Linked DNA regions of Mus musculus: regions 2, 3 and 4 are each linked to region 1. A link is a contact called in public Hi-C and HiChIP or PLAC-seq data. All regions are on one chromosome and are shown on one strand. The core of a region is the stretch at or near the end of the contact, and the rest is flanking DNA. Distances in the headings are between cores, read along the strand shown.

Region 1 (2,836 bases), core at 236-2,735:
AAGTGCCTTGCCCACAACAGTGAAGGTGAATTGTATTGTATTACTCCCACCTTGTCTGCAGGAGACCCTGAGGGATGCCTGATGTCCTAGATAGTACCACGTGTTATTACACTTTTTTCTGTCTACTCAGACTGATAATAATGTGTAATTTACAAATTAGGCTTGTCGTGAGTTTGACAATTAACATTACAAATGGAGACTGGAGAGAGGGCTCAGCAGCAGTTATGAGCTCTCACAGAAGACCTGGGATAGGTTCCCAGCTCCTACATGACAGGTCACAGGTTGTGACCACCTCTAGTTCCAGGGGACCTGCTGCCTTCTTCTGGGCTCCGAGGACTTGTTAGGACACTAGGCACACACAGAGCACATATGCACACATGAAGCGAACACTCATACATACAAAATAAAAATAAATAACCATGAAAGAAAGAAAACTTAAAATCCAGAGAAGTTAGGTTACTCTCCCAAAGTCAGTTAGCTAGCCAATAGGGAAACCAGGTTTAGAATACACAAATACTTATGTATGTTCACGGATGGTGGATGGGATAACACACCCCAAACCCTTCACGGTGGCTATGTCTGCCAAATGATGCTGAAGCTCTTAGGCAGTGGCTCTCACCCTTCCTAATGCTGTGACCCTTTAATACAGTGCCACACGTTGTGGCAATCCCAACCATAACATCATTTTTCTTGCTACTTCATGACTGTAATCCTGCTAAAGTCATGAGTTGTGATGTAAACATCTGACATGCAAGATATCTGATTTGCAGGACAGCTGATCTGTGAACCCTTGAAAGGGCTGTTTGTTCCCCCAAAATGGGTCATGACCCACAGGTTGAGAACCCACTGGGCTAAATTTAAAAAAAAAAAAACAAAAAACAAACAAAAAAAACTTTTCTCTTCCACTTTGTATACCAAATGAAATATAGGACTTTTATTTATATCTTAACTTCTTTCTCTCCCCCAGCCCCACCCCCTGGGCTAAGACAGAGTCTCACTGGCTATTCTGGCTGACTGGAACTCACTGTGCAAACTAGGCTGGCCTCAAACTCAGAAAGTTCTGCCTGATTCCAGAACATTCCAGGCATCACACCCTGCACATTTGAATTTCAACAGGAGACCAGATTTGCTCTTAGTGTTTACTGAGAATTTAAAAATTAAGGAAGATTAGGAATAGTGGTGCACACTTTTCATCCCAGGGCTTGGAAGACAGGGGCAGGTGGATCTCTGCACATTCCAGGCTAGCCTGGTCTACATAGGGAATTTCAGTGAGACCCTGTCTCAAGCAAGTAAAATGAAATGAAATGTTTGAGTTCGGTGTCTGAAATTCACAGTTAACTGAGTGTACATATTTGTATTTGCTAAGTCAGACAGCCCAGTCTTAGTTTGTCTTCTGTTGGCAGGGCCGGCAATTCCTTGGTTCCTCCACAATGAAATACCAATTCTCCAGGAATTCTGCCACCATCTGATAAGACTGATTCAGACATTCAAGTTACTCTAAGCTGTGGTGACATATTAACTAGGGGTAATTCAACGGCTATGCCTGAACCTCTGTCTTTGCTTTATTTTGTGTTTCATTTTATTGAATGAAAAAGAAGCTCTGTCAACTGGAAGAAATTTCAGGCGAGATCAAATTTCAGTTTGTCTCAGACTGGTCCTCCGAAGAATTCACCCTGTGCCACGCAGAGCTTCTTGTTCTCAAGTCCCTACTACTAAAAAGTAGGCATGGATCTTAACTGGCATTCTGGCTGCTGGCGTGGCACCATGGCTGGTTGCTAGAAGGGCATCCCAATATACATAGCTCGGGAGGAGAAGGACTTGATTTCCGCTTGAAGATGTCATTTTGAATTTCACTTTCTAGCTGCTTATGAAACCTAAAATAACAAAGCGACACAGAGTACTTCTGGGCTCCCAGCTGTGCCACCAGTCACAATTTTAAACAAACGCAAGCTCCATTGTTAAAGAGAGACTGCAGGCATAAGAAAGCCCAGCCCCACCGAGAAAGGCGAGCCTGAGAGGATGCCAGCCCTGGACAGGAGCGCCCCCTGCAGGCTCCCAGCAGTATCGCGGAGGAAACGGATCTGAAGAAGGCTCCAAGGTCATTTCAAACACAGTCCTAGAGAGTAGTTAGTTGTCTCTGCCTGAAGGGCCACTTGAGAGGAGGGTGAGGGTGTCCTTGCAATGAGCAGAATCAAAGGCAGAGGACCTAGTGACTTGAACTCGTACTCTACAGGGAATGCAGGACCTTCTGCTTGTGTTCAAGTCCCTGGGCAGGGTCGATGTTTGGTCCACTGACAGAATCGATATGAATGGTGAAGAATCCTGAAGTCTGGGTTAGGAATGTCATGGTACAAAGCTGTACTTGTTCTGCAGGATGATAGACAGGTGGACATGCACAGAGTAAGGGGAGGGAGAACCCTATCTCGGGATGAGTCCAAAGTGCTTCTTTCAACATCATCCCACACTTAAGATGCCAGGGATGGATCCAGGACCCTATGTTGGCTAGGCAGGCTTGTTATCAACTGACCTACATCCCTGCTGGTTCCCACACGCTGCTTTCTTTTTAAATATTTGTTTACTGCATGTTCAAGAATGTGTGAATGTGGGTACACACAGGTCACAGGGAGTGTGCACAGGTCAAAGGGAAGTTCTCAGACCTCTCCAGCTACCTTGAGGAATATAGGAATAAACTCAAATCATCAGGCATATACAAACATTTTGGCATATTTTTTTCAACCTACTTTAGTAAGGGTCCAACCTCCCCACTAGTCCACCACCCATCAGAGGTAGTGGGAAAGAAAGGTTATTAGGATATGGGGGAAGTGTACCTGTTTAG
Region 2 (2,836 bases), core at 218-2,717, 220 kb before region 1:
ACCAGGTGACGCCAGGTGTCACTCTAGGACTCTAACGTTAAGGACATCACGAATTCCTCAACCCTGTATTCCATCAACCTCCAGAACGATATTAGAATAAACCTTTTTTTTTAAAGTAGCCCGACCTCCAGCATTTAGTTATAGCAACAGAATTTAGATTAAGACAATTCATACACAGAAGATGGACTGGACCACCCCAGTGAGGGACTTCGTGAGGTATAGCGTGCTCTGGGACAAGCATAGGGAAGCAACAGCTGTCCCTTTGGTCTCTTCTGAGAGGATGGCTCAGATGCAGTCTGCTATCATAAGACTGAAGGCCAACGGCTTCCAGGGAGGAAGCAAGTGGTGTAGTTGGCTTATCTCCTAAATTTCAGTGGAAGGGCAAGGCTGCAGAAGAGCCTGTCACAGTCTTGTAAGAAGACAACCGTCTTACCTCCCTGATGGAGGAGGAAGTCCCCTAAAGGCAAGAACATTCTAGCTTTTTGTCCACATTTTCTGTCCCCACCCTCGTCACTTGTATACAAATACTCCAGGGCCTCTCCCAGGTAGGTTCCCGGGGGCTGCCTAATGACATCTCCTATTAGCTTCTTCCGTGTAGCCTTGTGCTCCCATTGTGCTAACTCTTTCTAAGAAGTTCAGAGCACCGTGGCCTGATTGCTAAGACTCAGGTTAAGGAGGCAGAGAGGTGTCTCAGCAGTTAAAAAAAATCAAGCTCCGCACTTGCAGAGGACTCAAATCCAACTCCCAGCACCCACATAAGGCAGCTCACAAACACACCTGCACTCACGTGCACACTCACACACTGGAACATACACATAATTAAAAATCAAGTAATTCTTAAAAAAAAAATCAGTAAATGAAAATGTGTCTCTGTTTCCAGAGTGTGATCTGGCATGTCTTGCTTTTAATGTTCTGGGATTGAACACCACTGGGGCAGCCATGTTGCTGGGAGCTCAGGACTGTTGTCAATACATCTGACCGTACATGAGTGAACCCACGTGTTTTCTTCCCTTATGCTTCCCTCCCAGGCTTCTGACTCCCTGGGCACCTTTACCTTTCCCCATTGCTGCGTGTCCTGTCTAGCACAAACTCACAGTCGCAATGTCAACGACAATAGTGCCCTTTGAGTGTGACTTGGGGAGAGGTTTCTTTTTGGTCAGAGAAGAAGCACCCTTCAGCCCAGGAACAAGGATTCGGGGTACCCTGCACAAAAATGCAAAACACCCCTTCCCCAACTGGCAAAAGGGATTGGAACCTTAACCACAAGATCCAAAGCTAGCACCAATTTAGACTTCAGACTCCATGGGAAAACACACACACACACACACACACACACACACACACACACACGAAAAAACACACACACACACACACACACACACACACACACACACACACACACACACGCCTCCAAGGGCCACATGGGCCCCTCTGGTGCTTACTTAATACAAAGAGGAAATTGCCCCATAGATATTAATCAACTGATACCAAGATGCCCAGTCAAGGGCATGATGAATCGCAACGGCCACATCAGACTATCTCCTCATCACAAAGCAATGGAAAATTTCAAAGTCAAAGCAGAGATTTGACTGGTTTCTCTTTGACTGGTTCCAGCTGTGGGCCAGAGAACAGGAACACCAAACACAACTCTATACATACAAATTACATACATGCACACCAATATGTATAGATGTGTATTTTATATACCTTGATCAAGAAGTATGTCCTCTGCAGGCCGCCTTACTCCACTGGCTGGAGATGTACTAATGACAGCAAGCAAAAATCCCCAAGAACAATTATTTCTCCCAAGGGAGGGAACACGGTTCCTCCCTCCCCATGCTCAGCTCTGCAGAGAACTGAGCCAGGCAAGTGGGGATGTGCCCTATCCAATGGTCTGCCTCCAATACTTGACTCAGAAATCCAAAAGGAAGGCACATGGCTTACACAGCTCAGGGTGAGTCTACAGTATCCTGGAATGGGGAACCAGCAGTCTTGGGAACGAATTTCAGTCCTACCATGAATACATCGACGCTCTCTAGTCACTCATCTCCTATTTATTAAGTGCCCGCTGTGTCCAGGTATATGTAAGGCACTGGGGGTATGACAAGGTCACTGCAGTGCCTGACAATGGAATATTGATTTGAGTAAGAGTCAGAGACCCAAGGCTGCGGAGATGGCTCAGTCAATAGCGTGCTTGTGGCTAAGGCAAGAAGACCCTCATTTGATCCCTAACACTGTATGTAGCATGTAGAAGCTACTGCCCACCTCTAAGGCAGCTGGGGGGGGGGAGGGGCAAGTCAGGAGGATCATGGGGTTGTTGGCCAGTCAGTCCAACTTAATCAATGAGTTCCAGGTTCAGTGAGAGAGTAAGTCTCAAAAAATAAGGTGGAGGGCAATTGGGGAAGACACTTGATCTTTGGCTTCTGCATGCATGAGCTCACATGGACACCTACACACACACACACATGGCAGGAGGGGGTGAGGCTTGGATATGGTTTGTCCCAAGGGTTCTGGGTAAAAGACACAGTGGAACTTTTTTTTTTTCAGTAGAGGCTCATGGGAGATTGTTAGGTCAATCAAGATGTGTACCCTGTGCAAAGATAGATAAGTGGTTTTCTGGAGCTGGATCATCAGCCAGGGAGAGATCCTGGCTCAAAATACATGATGGGGCCTGTGGGATGAGTCATCAGGTAAAGACACTTGCCTTACAAGTCCCAAGACCCAGGTTCAATCCCTGAAACAATGGGTGGAAGGAAAACCAACTCCCAACTGTTGTAACTCTCTCTCTCTCTCAACAAATAAAAATAAATTTAAAAACAGACAGATAGTTTCTGAG
Region 3 (2,836 bases), core at 94-2,593, 170 kb before region 1:
CTTCCTTCCTTCCTTCCTTCCTTCCTTCCTTCCTTTCTTTCTTTCTTTCTTTCTTTCTTTCTTTCTTTCTTAAAATTTTGTTTATTTGATTTGGTATGCATTTATGTGTGTGCCCCAGAAGGGCACAAAGGGTTCAGATCTCCTGGAATTGAGGGACAGACAGTTGTAACTGGTCATGTGGGTACTAAGGATTGAACCTACATCCTTTGGAAGAACAGTCAGTGCCCTTAACAGCTGAGTCATCTCTCCAGCCCCAACACTGACTCTTCTGAGTGATTCAGCCCTAGTTTTTCACTTACAGGTGAAGCCCATACAAGTGGACAGAGCTAAGATCAGACAGGGAACGTTCCCACTCCACCCCACCAGAAAGATAAGAGCCAGAGCTCTGGAATTACAGACTGAGCTACACCTAGCTTCTGTAATGCTAAGGATCAAACCCGGGGCTTCGGAGCATGCTAGGAAAGTGGTCTACCAATGCCTGGGCTCCTTGCAGTTCAATGTGTGATTATTCTTACTTCTTTCCTTCCTCCCTTCCTCCCTTCCTTCTCTTTCTCCCTACCTCCCTCTCTTCTTCTCCTTTTCCTTTGAACAATTAAGAACAGAGCATCTATTGTGTGTCACGAATGATCTGGATGCGGGACATGTAGCCGTGAGAACACACTTCGGTGTTTCTGATTTACAAGGAGACATACTGGATAAATAAATATACAGCAAGCTGTGTGGTTATACACACGCTGGAGAAGACAGCACGGGGTGGAGGGGCAGAGAATGATTCAGAAGAAACGGACTTAGTCCTGGAGGGTCAAGGAAGGAGTCTCAAAGGGACGTGTGGGTGCCGGGCGTGGTGGCGCACGCCTTAAATCCCAACACTCGGGAGGCAGAGGCAGGCAGATTTCTGAGTTCGAGGCCAGCCTGGTCTACAGAGTGAGTTCCAGGACAGCCAGGGCTACACAGAGAAACCCTGTCTAGAACCACCCCCCCAAAGGACACATGGGACATCTGAGGTGGGGTAGGGTGAGGGAATACTCCAGGCAAAAAGAAAAGCAAGGGCAAAGGTCCTGAGGCAGGAATGTCAAGCTCTAGTGTAGTCTGAGTGAGGGCAATTTCTGATTATGATGCAGGGGATGATGGGGAGGAGGTGGGAGCCAGAGTCGGTGGGTCCTGAAGTTACAGCAGTGTTTAGCCTTTATTCCAGGCATAGATCGTGCAGGGGAGTGACTCGGCATAGCCTGCCACACAGCCTCCCCGACCACTGATATCACCAGGCTCAGCCTGTGCTGAGCAATAAGGGGAACCAGGTTTGGGAGCCAGGCCTTGAGCTCAGCACGGCCTCTCAGCGTTACTGAGAAAAACCTTCCCCTTCTCTGAATCCCCAGAGTGAAATGGGAACATCAGGCTGGGTGGTGTCTAAGGTCCTTCCTACAAGATTCGTACATTCTGACCTCGACAGTGAGAGCCCTAAAGGATCTGTCTGCCTCTGATACAGAAAAAGGCCAGGGAACCGCAGCCACATTTCTGAAGCCCCTGACTCTTACCCAACTGCAAACCATCTTCTCATAGCTCTCAGCATGAAGAGTCCAGCCAAAGAATCGGCCTCGGCCCTCAGTTATAGATGCGAAACATGACCAACAGCAGGGCCGGTAAGGTGGCTCAGCTCGCCGCCATGTCTGATGGCCCGACCTCTACAATTGGTTCCTGACTCCTGTGTGTTGTTTTCTCACCTACACACACGCACACACACACACACACACACACACACACACACACACACACACACGCACACACGCACATGCATGCATGCACACACGCATGCACGCACACGTGCACATGCATGCACACAACAAACACTGTTTAAGTATTTTTATGATTCTGAAGTCATACCATTAAAGAGAGCACAGATTTCACACACGTCATGATGGAGTGCGGCCTACAGAAGCCAAGTCATCGAGGTGCTCAGAGCCTGCACCCCTCAATGGCTGCTTTAACTTTCCTTTCCTTTCCTTTCCTTTCCTTTCCTTTCCTTTCCTTTCCTTTCCTTTCCTTTCCTTTCCTTTCCTTTCCTTTCCTTTTCTTCTGTATTTAGTCTTTTTCAAGACAGGGTCTCAGCTATATGGTGAACTGGAACTCACTCTGCAGACATGCTAGCCTTGAACTCATAGAGATCTGCCTGCCACTGCCCCCAAGGTGCTGGGATCCAAGGTGGCGTGCTTCAGCACACCTTGCTCTTCCTGCCTGCTCCCTTGAGGGCCCTGTCTTGGATCATCCATCATCGGGTGGCGTTGAAAAGAAGGAAGGCTCCACACTCTTCCATCCAGTTGCAGGAACAAGGTCTGTTTCCCCCGTCAGCCTGGGAGTCCCTGTGAATATGGATCCATCAGACTTCGAGAGCATCAGGTGTCTCTCCCTAGGCCTTAGCCATCAGACTGAGTCTCTCTCAGGAGAACTTTGTCTTCCACTCCAATGGGGCGCTCCCCAAGACAGAAGTGGGTCCCTGCAGCAGGGGTCTTGCCCCTCTTTTGGCCTAGAAGCATCCTGAAGATGGGGTTTGTCTTCCCCACTTCCTGCTCCCCACAGCCTTCTCTGTTTTGAGCAGTTTCTTTAAACAGTTTCTTTAAACAGGGCAGAGTGAAACACTTAGTTGGAACCACCCCACCCAGGTACAAGGCCCTGCCATCCTTAGCCACTGAATCACCCATGAAAATGAAATCTGAACCTCTCTGCTGAATGAAGAGAGAGTCAGAAATCAGCTTCGCCTGGCATCTTCTTAGAGACTGGCTAGGTCCAGCCCAAAGACTGCCCTTATTTTACAAATACACCTCTCTGGAACAGGGGCTGA
Region 4 (2,836 bases), core at 215-2,714, 140 kb before region 1:
AAAACTGATAGGAGCTGCCACAGTCTCCGGTAGCTTTTTTAAATGGGGGAGAAGCAGGTATGTACACAGAGGTGCGTGCCATGTCCATGGAGACCAGAAGAGGGTGTCAGATCCCCTAGAGATGGAGTGGCAGGCAGATGTAAGCAGCCTGGGGGTGATGCTGGGAACTTAGCTTGGGTCATAGGCAAGGGTAGCACGCGCGCTAACCTCCAGCCGTGTCTCCAGCACCACTCTGCCCGCAGCTTCTCTCCTGTCACGTCTCTCCTGTCTCATCTCCACGAGTCTTTGGAAAATAGAAAAGGCTCCTCCTACAGAGGCCCCATCCCTCAAACCACTTGCTTACACACTGTGGCTGAACTCTGAATCAGACGGCCTGTGTTTCGAACCTACGGCCATGGTGATTAATTATGCAAGTGCTAGGTCGGCAGAGATAACCATGTTCCAAGACGGACCAGACTTCACAGTTATATGACCCACAAAATGAAGCCATGCATGCCAGCGAACTGACACACAGTGAGTGGTTAATGAATGTGTGCAGATCCAACAGCCCCCTGAACTGGAGGGTCTGGGAGGAAAAGAGGTGTCTTTCCTGGGCTCATAAAGCAACCAGATATTCACTTCCCTGATGCCTGGCACCCAGCAGGATGGAGGATGTCCACATCTGTGGCCCAAAGATCTACAGAGCATAGAAGTGTTCCTCAATGGACAGCAGGCTATAGGTTCTAAAGGGACAGAAGGTCGAGGGCATGGTCTGCAGGTCACTCTCGCAGTGGGGTTGACTAAACGATACGAAGGGACAATTAATCTATCCTCCACAAGCCAGGCTAGACACTCACTCCAAATCGCCCACTTCACTTTAAAGCAGAGGCCCCTGATCTTTCCAACCAGGGGTAAATTATCTAATTCTCTGTAAAAGCCTTAACTTCACGTTGAAGGGTCTTCTGAAATTAGAATTAAACATAACACTTCAGCACTGGGGATGTGGCTCAGTTGATTGGGAGTTTTCCTGGCATGCATAAAGCCCTAGGTTCAACACCAGCACCTCTTAAAGTTGGGCGTGGTAGCGCCTTCATGTGGCGGTGTAAGGATCCGAATTCAAAGTCATCCTTGACTACATAGAGAGCTTGAGACTGGCCTGGGCTACATGCTGTCTCAACAACAACAAGAAAAAAGGGACACTTCCTTGTTCCCTAACAACTACTTCCCATAGCTCTTGACAAAGAATCAGGTCCCAGGTTTAGGCTGTAGGGGGAAAAAAAAAATGGAGCCAAGTCACGTGACCTCTTCAGGGCTCGGCTTATAGTCAAGCGAATGCGAAGGTCCCTAATATCCTTCCCACCTTGAAATACAATCAGTATGCATTTCCCTCTGCAGTGGAGAGAGAGGCCCCCAGCCACAGCCCCTGTGCGGACAGCGAGGATGGGCCAGGAAGTAGATAAGAAGTTGCAGCCCATCGACGCCCACCAATCGCCTGCGTGGACAGCCCGAGCTTTGCCCGCCCACACAGGAGGAGGAACACCAGCTCCCAGCTGTCCCTAGGATGCCTGCCAGGAAGAAGTCTACATCAAAGTTTGGTCGCTTTGCAGTACTGTTTTCTTTTTAATGACTTTTTAAAAAATGCTATAAATCACAAGATGAATTCATTATAGATAAGCAAAAGAACATTTTATTTTTAATAACTTCTTTAAATCATAGAATAAGTGCATATTTGTTACGGAGAAGTCAAGGACATCTTAAAAGAAAACCTCACTTGTAAACAAATCTAAACCTACTCTATTAACTAAGTCACATCCCAATTGAGAATCCAAGTCACATGAGAGTCAGAAGTTGACCTTCTAGACTGACTGCATTGGTTAAGACCTAGGCTGTGTCATGGGAGGCTCCAGTGACCTGGTCAAGTCTCTCACAGGGATAAGAGAAGGCATATCTCTATGTCCCTAGTAGGTGGCCGCCCACCTCCACCCCAATCCTTCCCCTTTCCAGCTCTTTTCCTAGTGGCCTGGGCCATTGCGCAGTAAATTCCATCAACTGTTTTCCCCGGTAAGTTTTGTATGAAGATGCTTTTAGAGATATTATTACTATTATTATCTTAGGGGAGACTATATATGCCACCGCAGACATGTGGAGGGCAGGGAGCAGCTTTCTGTACACGTTCTCTTTCCACTTTGTTGAGTCAGGATCTCAACTTGTCCCTGCTACTGCGTTTATTACTCTAGGCTAGCTGGCCTTGAGAGCTTTCAGCAATCCGTCTGCCTCTGCCTCCCATCTCTCAGTAGGAACACTGGGACTACACAAGTTGACCACCACATCTAGCCATTTTATGTAGGTGATGGGGACCAAACTCCTGTTGTCAGGCTTATAGGCAAAGCACTTTTTAAAAAAAGATTTATTTATTTATTATATTTATATGAGTACACTGTAGCTGTCTTCAGACACACCAGAAGAGGGCATCAGATTCTGTTACATATGGTTGTGAGCCACCATGTGGTTGCTGGGAATTGAACTCATGACCTCTGGAAGAGCAATCAGTACTCTTCATCACTGAGCCATCTTTCCAGCCCTGGCCAAGCACTTTTACCCCCTGAGCAATTTCTCCAAACTTTTGGTCTCTCACATGCTCTCTGACTCCAGGAAAACTGTTAGACTTTTTTTTTTAACTTAAACCTAAACCAACCTATCTCATCTCCAAGATGAGAACAATATTTGTTCCAAAGAGTTGTATTAAGGCGATAGTCTCTCTGTGTAGCTAGGCTAGCTAGCCTTAATCTGTCCTCCTGACTCAGAGCTACCCAAATTCTGGGATTATATATGTAATACCACTATGCCTGGCTTGTTA

The links. Hi-C and Micro-C count contacts between places; a contact is called where the count stands out from the background. HiChIP or PLAC-seq counts read pairs in DNA pulled down with a chosen protein or histone mark.
Region 2: a Hi-C map of bone marrow-derived macrophages shows a contact between it and region 1, with 31 read pairs. The contact joins two enhancer-like sites. A contact is called at or near these places in 1 of 15 datasets of contacts at CTCF or cohesin (the NIH/3T3 cell line), 8 of 484 Hi-C or Micro-C datasets (the G1E-ER4 cell line, the N1E-115 cell line, bone marrow-derived macrophages and 4 more), 6 of 115 datasets of contacts at active chromatin or transcription factors (astrocytes, bone marrow-derived macrophages, embryonic basal ganglia and 3 more) and 1 of 9 other capture datasets (embryonic stem cells).
Region 3: an H3K4me3 HiChIP or PLAC-seq map of bone marrow-derived macrophages shows a contact between it and region 1, with 3 times the contacts expected there. The contact joins two enhancer-like sites. A contact is called at or near these places in 6 of 484 Hi-C or Micro-C datasets (the C2C12 cell line, brain, cerebral cortex and 3 more) and 5 of 115 datasets of contacts at active chromatin or transcription factors (CD8 T cells, bone marrow-derived macrophages, extraembryonic endoderm stem cells and 1 more).
Region 4: a Hi-C map of cerebral cortex shows a contact between it and region 1, with 2.7 times the contacts expected there. The contact joins two enhancer-like sites. A contact is called at or near these places in 5 of 484 Hi-C or Micro-C datasets (cerebral cortex, embryonic fibroblasts, embryonic stem cells and 1 more) and 3 of 115 datasets of contacts at active chromatin or transcription factors (bone marrow-derived macrophages, extraembryonic endoderm stem cells and trophoblast stem cells).

What each region holds. Positions count from the first base shown.
Region 1 is chr17:47,038,255-47,041,090 of GRCm38.p6, reverse strand. No RefSeq gene overlaps it. Among named protein-coding and RNA genes, the nearest start is that of Ubr2, 29 kb to the right of the region's middle. Within about 2 kb of position 1,485, at least 58 of the 459 cell types and tissues checked have an H3K27ac peak or open chromatin away from gene starts, as enhancers often do. A contact at or near this core is called in bone marrow-derived macrophages and cerebral cortex, where this site is marked.
Region 2 is chr17:47,259,857-47,262,692 of GRCm38.p6, reverse strand. All of the region lies in intron 1 of Trerf1 (transcriptional regulating factor 1), which reads right to left. Among named protein-coding and RNA genes, the nearest start is that of Trerf1, 31 kb to the right of the region's middle. Within about 2 kb of position 1,467, at least 9 of the 459 cell types and tissues checked have an H3K27ac peak or open chromatin away from gene starts, as enhancers often do. A contact at or near this core is called in bone marrow-derived macrophages, where this site is marked.
Region 3 is chr17:47,212,773-47,215,608 of GRCm38.p6, reverse strand. It overlaps a transcript of Trerf1 not described here. Among named protein-coding and RNA genes, the nearest start is that of Trerf1, 16 kb to the left of the region's middle. Within about 2 kb of position 1,343, at least 45 of the 459 cell types and tissues checked have an H3K27ac peak or open chromatin away from gene starts, as enhancers often do. A contact at or near this core is called in bone marrow-derived macrophages, where this site is marked.
Region 4 is chr17:47,173,484-47,176,319 of GRCm38.p6, reverse strand. It overlaps a transcript of Trerf1 not described here. Among named protein-coding and RNA genes, the nearest start is that of Gm36715, 18 kb to the right of the region's middle. Within about 2 kb of position 1,464, at least 106 of the 459 cell types and tissues checked have an H3K27ac peak or open chromatin away from gene starts, as enhancers often do. A contact at or near this core is called in bone marrow-derived macrophages and cerebral cortex, where this site is marked.